Regions from separate parts of the Sus scrofa genome. Here region 2 is linked to region 1. Evidence: chromatin contacts called from public Hi-C data. All regions are on one chromosome and are shown on one strand. Each heading gives the region's core, a stretch centred on a gene start, on an enhancer-like site or on the middle of the called end of the contact. The rest is flanking DNA. Distances are from core to core; before and after follow the strand shown. Region 1 overlaps HOXD9 (homeobox protein Hox-D9). Region 2 overlaps LOC102161209 (a long non-coding RNA gene).

Region 1 (2,918 bases), core at 61-2,560:
TTGGGTGAAAGGCAGGGCTGGGACTGCAAATCTGAACGAGAGAAAGGAGGGTCTGGGGCATGTTTACCAGCCGCAGGTCTCATTTGCACTCTTTTGTTGCATTTCAAGTCTAGCTCAGGAAAAATAAACCCGGCAAACCCTTCCTCTGCCTGGGCTCCCTCAGCGTGGGGCCAGGACCAGCCAGGAGGGCCAGGGCAGTGCCGGAGAAGCGGAGACCATCTCAGGACTAAGAATGCCCCTCTAAAAGCCGGGAGGAGCAGCACCTCCCTGTCGGGCCCCAGACTGCCGAGCTCGACACTGGGCACCCAGGCGGAGCTCTTTGCCGGGTTCCCGGGCTGCTCGCCCCGCTGGGGTGGCAACTCTGCTCATACCGACCTTTGCTTTCCTTCTCCTGTACTTCAGGACTGGACACGGAGACCTCAGCCAGGCAGCTCCTCTCTTCCGGAAGGCCACCCTTGGCCTCGGGGCTCTCCACCTGGGAGACTTTGTTGGGCTCCGGGCCACTCGCGGGCTCGTTCATCTTCTTTTCCATCTGCAGCTGGGCGGCCGAGAGCTGCGGCTTGGCCGCGCCGCGAGGGTTGAGCTGGAGCATGACTGTGGAGCTGCCTTCGGGGCTGTTATTGTACTCTTGGGTTTTCCCGGTGGCGTAGGTCTGACTCAGTCTAAAATATCCAGGGACAGGAACCTCAGGGTTCTCAACGGGACAGGACTCAGGGACCAGCCTCTGGTACGAAGGGACCTCAGCAGAAATGAGTTTGTTGCGCTTATCAGAATACATGCAGCAATTGGATTCTTCCTTAATGTTGGTGGTGAAGGAGCAAGTGGGGACTTGCTGTGTAACAGGTTGCTCTATTCGACAAGATCTGTTCGGGTCTGTCCAACTGTCTACTTGAGGTATATAAGGATGCACATTCATACCCATATTTTGGTGGTTCACTTCTCTTTTGGCCAGAGACGGGAGCAGTCCACAGGTTTGCATTCCATAGGTCCCCATGTCTGCGCTAGGTGGTGGCATGTACATGCTGGCGCTGCTCGAATAAAAACTGTCACTCCTGCAGGCACTGATCAAGGAATCTACTAAAAAAGTATTAGCAGCAGGAGAGCTGTTGGGAAAGGACATTTTGGGGAGGAATTTGAAGAAGAGAGATTGTGTCCTTTGTAGGCTGACATCTCTAGGAAAACATTCCCCGTGTAATTGTGGATGCCTCTGCCGACCACATGACAACCAAGCCAATGAGATTTGAAAATGGCCTTGAGCCGCAGCCTCCTCGCAGGTCACGTGCTCCAGAGCCCGGCCGGCCAGCCGCGTAAGCACGGACAACAGCGACATCTACTACGCGCCTGCGATAGTGCGCGCTGGAGACTGCCGGCCCAGCACTCTTCGCCGCCCGCCAGCCTCCCGGGGCTCGCTCGGCCCTCCCGCCCCACTCGCGTCCCCCACTCCGGCCTCTGGGCCCCGCAGGCGGAAGGAAACACTCGGCCCCGAGGGGGTCTCCAGGCGGACACACGCAGGGAGGGAAGTCGGAGCGCCGTGGCGCCAGCACACAGAAGCATGCCCCGCACACACCCAGGCAGGCGCCCGAGACGGCCCGGGCCCGGGCGGGGGGGATGGTGGGGGGCCCAGCCTAGTTCATTTTGTCTCGGGCAGCCTGGGAAGGTGAGTCGGATTCCCCAGGCTCTGAGACATCCCACCCCAGGGGTCCACAGGAAAGAGCTCTGGCGCCTAAGACGCGGCCAAGGTATCCTGGGGAGCGGAGGCGAGAAGGACCGCGAGGGCCGAGAGGCTACGCAGTTGGCCGGCCCCGCGGAGCCCCAGGACCCGCCCGGCCCCGGCGCTGTCCTCTGCCTCCGCCCGGCCACCCTAGCTCCGGGCGCCTGCGCCCCGGTGGGCTACCCGAGCCTTTGACTCTCGGAGGAACCACACCCCGACCTCTGCGGGTCGGGCCGCTGGGAGCTTTCAGTCCGGAGACAATCCCTTTCCAGCAGTTCACAATCCGCGAAAGCGTCCCTCGGGTTCCCAGCGGAAGAACGAAACCGAGGTTTCCTCCCCACGCGCCCTGATAATAGAGGGCAAAGAGGAAGGAAGGGAGAGAGAAAGAAAACGTTTTCAAGGAAAGGAAGGAACTCTCGCTTTCATACTCCAGAAGTTTTAGAAAACTGGGCCAAGCAGGAGAGAGTGAGAGGCAAAGGTGTCATTTGGTTCTTCTGCAAAGAAAAATATGTTTTCCTTTTATGGATTTTGTAAAAGCATTGGTTTCTGACAAGTGCAAGGTACAAAAGGTTGTGGAATTTATTAATACATATTAAGAAGAATCAGGGCGATCAATAAAATTCTCATCTACATTCTTGGGCTACTTGGTAATTTTCTTGCTTCTGAAGGTTTTTAAAGAGTTATACCCGCTGTTGCCACACACGGGAAGATATTTTATTAACAAATCAATCGAGACTTTGTAAAGGATAAGATTAATAGTTAAGATTTAGCATAATGGCGTTCGCTTTATGAATTATTGAAAATTATACTATTGATTTTTCCCCTTCGCTACTAACCAAGAAGGTCAATTTTTGTTTTAACACAAATTGTCAAATATTAAAAGCTATACTTTTGTCAGAAGTTGAGTTTTATAGTTGTGAGCAATCCCTAAAATTATTTGACACGATTCTGCTTGGGTAAGGGAAAGGAGGGAAAAAGGAGGTGGGGGAACCATACTCCTCTGTTTCCTTTGGTGAGGGAAAGTTCTATAAAGAGGATTTGGTCTTTGGGGTTGTGGTCGAGCTCATTAAAAAAACAACCACCATCACCACCACCATGGAAACTCAGTTTTATGAGAAACTTCTTCAACAACTTCCTCCCTCGTTCTCTGGCTGTAGGCGGGTGAGCAGTCCTTCGGAAGCCACAGCCTCGGGGCAGCAGCGGGGAG
Region 2 (2,902 bases), core at 92-2,591, 520 kb before region 1:
AACATCTGCATTTACCAACACCAAGGAATTCCATGTTTAACTGAACTATCATTTCTGTTGCATTTTTTATTTTAACCAGGGCGTGCTCTCTTTGTATCGTACGTATCTCAAATTTTGCTCGAGCATCTGCAAAGCAGTGAGCAGAGGAAGATCTGTGTGTATGTTTTATTGAATCCGTCCCTGGCCTGAGCAATCTGGCTTTTCTATCGCTCTTCAAACTGGTTCTGCGATCTGAGAGGGAAGGCTGTCTGCGAAAGAGCCCTCATACAACCAAATGCTGGAACCACCATTTTGCTGTCCGTTTGCACACGATGAAATGGTGGCACGGAAAACAGTTAACACATTGTGCCCATGAGAGTTGTCTTTGAAAGTAGTCTACTTGCTGATCCAAATATCGAGCTGCTTTTTAAAATATTGTTACCAAGGGACTAAAGATTTTCATTTTCTTTAAATACATAAAACCTGTGTGTGTGTGTGTGTGTGTGTGTGTGTGTGTGAAAAGCATCGGCTGCGTACATTCAAGCTAGGGATAGAAAGAACTCGTCAAAAATGCACACTCAGGCTGAGAGGGAAAGCAAACCTAAATAAAAGCCCAGATCCTGAGAATCGCTTCTAACAGCTCACAAAAGCTGTACGGTGAATTTGGCCTTGATGCCTCCTTTCATTTTAACATTCACGGCGTGCAACTGAGAGTGAGGAAATTTAAGAGAGTTGGTATTTTTTTCTTGTTTTAAAAAAAAGTCCCATAAAAATTAAATGCAGGCCCACATTTGACTCTCACCTGGGAACCCCCACACTCTCATTTTTTTATGGGAGGAAAGAAAAAAAAATAAAACAAGGACCCATGGTCCCTTCCTTTTCCACTTCTGCTCTTATTTTTAATCATTAAAAATGCTGCCTTGGCTGCATTTAAGTGTGGAAATTCTCATTTTTCTGCAGTGTTTCAGACTCACACAGACTCCTTGGGGATGCGGTGAGGAGCTAACCAACTGCACATGGGAAATGAGGATTTTCGTGGTTAGAAAAACTGCAGTGTTTGGTAATTTTCCACATGGAGTTGAAGTTGTGAGTGACTTTTCTTTCAAACATAATAACTTGAGCACTTGGTATAGAGCTGTAAGCTCGAATTTATTTGAACGCATGAAAAGGTCTTACAAATTTAACTTGACTTCTTTCTGTAAATGTTTCCAGTATTTTCAAGTGCATAATAAGTAGATTAAAACAGGGTATGCACCCTCTCCACAACTGCCCCCGACAGAATTATAAAAGGCTACTGTCTATAAATAGAAATAGCCCTGGAGGACCCACCAGCAGGTTATGCAGTATGTGACATAGGCCACCTGGGACTGAGCTGAAACCACTAATACTTTCTTCACAGGATCACTGGCTAGAGTGAGACAAGGTGTCCAGGTGAAAAAAAGGGGAGGTTGACCTAGCTACTTAAATTCGCATGTGTTCACTTTATTTTTTGCATTAAAATTAAGCACGAATATTCAGCTTTATCATTTAAACATATCGATATTCAAATAGAGTGCATTACTTTTCATATTTGTAATGATTCATAGGGCATTATGTTATTACTATTTGCAGTTGATTTTCAACAAATACTAAAACTCTTGTGAAAAAATGAAGTTTAAATGTAAGGCTGGGGAGTTCCCATGGTGGCTCAGCAGAAGCAAATCTGATTAGTATCCATGAGGTTGTGGGTTCGATTCCTGGCCTCGTTCAGTGGGTTATGGATCCAGTGTTGCTGTGAGCTGTGGTGTAGGCCGCAGACGCGGCTTGGATCCCACGTGGCTGTGGCTGTGGCTGTGGTGTAGGCGGGGCAGCTACAGCTCCGATTTGACCCCTAGCCTGGGAACTTCCATATGCTGTGGGTACGGCCCTAAAGAACAAAAAATAAAAACTAAAAAAATAAATGTAAGGCTAAGGAGAGGTTATTGGTTAAATGTTTCCCTGCTGTCCTTTATGAGATAAAATCAACTGATTTGTTTTGAAATGTAGCTCTTAAATTAAAATCTGCCTCCAACCAAGATGAATAGGTCTGGAGCTCAGGGAGCCAGTTTGCTTGTGTTCTTGACCTTGCACGGCAGTCACCAGGAAGACTGTGTTCCCTTTTATAACAGCTGCTTTACAGTTTTGAAGACGTTGCTAGACTTTTCCGTGCACAATTTTAGTTGCCCCCATGTATCTTAAATCAAGCCAACCCAATAAATGTAGGGTTGTGGTTGTGAAATAAATGTCATGTCAGTAACCCTCCACCAGATATCAGAAGAAAGAGTATGTGATTGTTTAGTCCAAAAATTAAGTTTCATGTTTTTAATTGGTGTCATATCCTGTCCCAAGTCTATAGCGCTTAAATCAAAGGCGACCATGTTAACCTGGAAAGGAAATGTAATAACAACTCCTTTCATCCCCTGGCTCAAATGTTTTTATGCTCAACCCTAATTTTTGTTAAAACACTTTCAGGCAAAGACAACAGGAAACAGTAAACATGGCAACACCATGAAAATAATTTTCTGATGCACTATTTCTCTCTGTGTTCAAAGAGTGAGTTGTCTGGGCTGCAGAGGAAACTGCTGTATCGTTAAACCCAAGGCCGACGACAAAAACAGCCGCCCTACCAGCAAAATAGATACCCCTCCTCATTTCATAAATCTTGTTTCCAACGAGAATAAAGCCAGGAACGGACTCTTGCTCACAGCAATGGCCTGAAACGTCCTGTATCAGGGTAGTCCGCTCAAAGGGACCCAGGGCACCCCGCAACAATCTCAGGGCCGGGGAGGTGATTGTAACCGACAGCCAGGATCTGGCCCGCTGCCCTAATTCCCAGCAAGACCCTCCGCATCACAGCAGAGAATGGTAGACAAATAAAAACCTACACCACCAGCCATCAGCAAGA

Evidence for each region. Hi-C and Micro-C count contacts between places; a contact is called where the count stands out from the background.
Region 2: a contact with region 1 is called in a Hi-C map of skeletal muscle, with 7 times the contacts expected there. The contact joins two enhancer-like sites. A contact is called at or near these places in 2 of 5 promoter capture datasets (fetal liver and liver), 9 of 47 Hi-C or Micro-C datasets (adipocytes, adipose tissue, embryonic fibroblasts and 4 more) and 1 of 2 datasets of contacts at active chromatin or transcription factors (skeletal muscle).

Annotation. Positions count from the first base shown.
Region 1 is chr15:81,916,248-81,919,165 of Sscrofa11.1, reverse strand. The region is part of intron 1 of HOXD9 (homeobox protein Hox-D9); the gene reads right to left. HOXD10 (homeobox protein Hox-D10) reads right to left here. Exons shown (of 3, transcript XM_021076346.1): 2 at 376-2,918. The coding sequence starts at 1,330. Among named protein-coding and RNA genes, the nearest start is that of HOXD10, 6.3 kb to the right of the region's middle. Within about 2 kb of position 1,310, at least 24 of the 83 cell types and tissues checked have an H3K27ac peak or open chromatin away from gene starts, as enhancers often do. A contact at or near this core is called in skeletal muscle, where this site is marked.
Region 2 is chr15:82,438,995-82,441,896 of Sscrofa11.1, reverse strand. LOC102161209 (a long non-coding RNA gene) reads left to right here. Exons shown (of 3, transcript XR_002339197.1): 2 at 1-1,065; 3 at 2,550-2,902. Among named protein-coding and RNA genes, the nearest start is that of MTX2, 380 kb to the right of the region's middle. Within about 2 kb of position 1,341, at least 6 of the 83 cell types and tissues checked have an H3K27ac peak or open chromatin away from gene starts, as enhancers often do. A contact at or near this core is called in skeletal muscle, where this site is marked.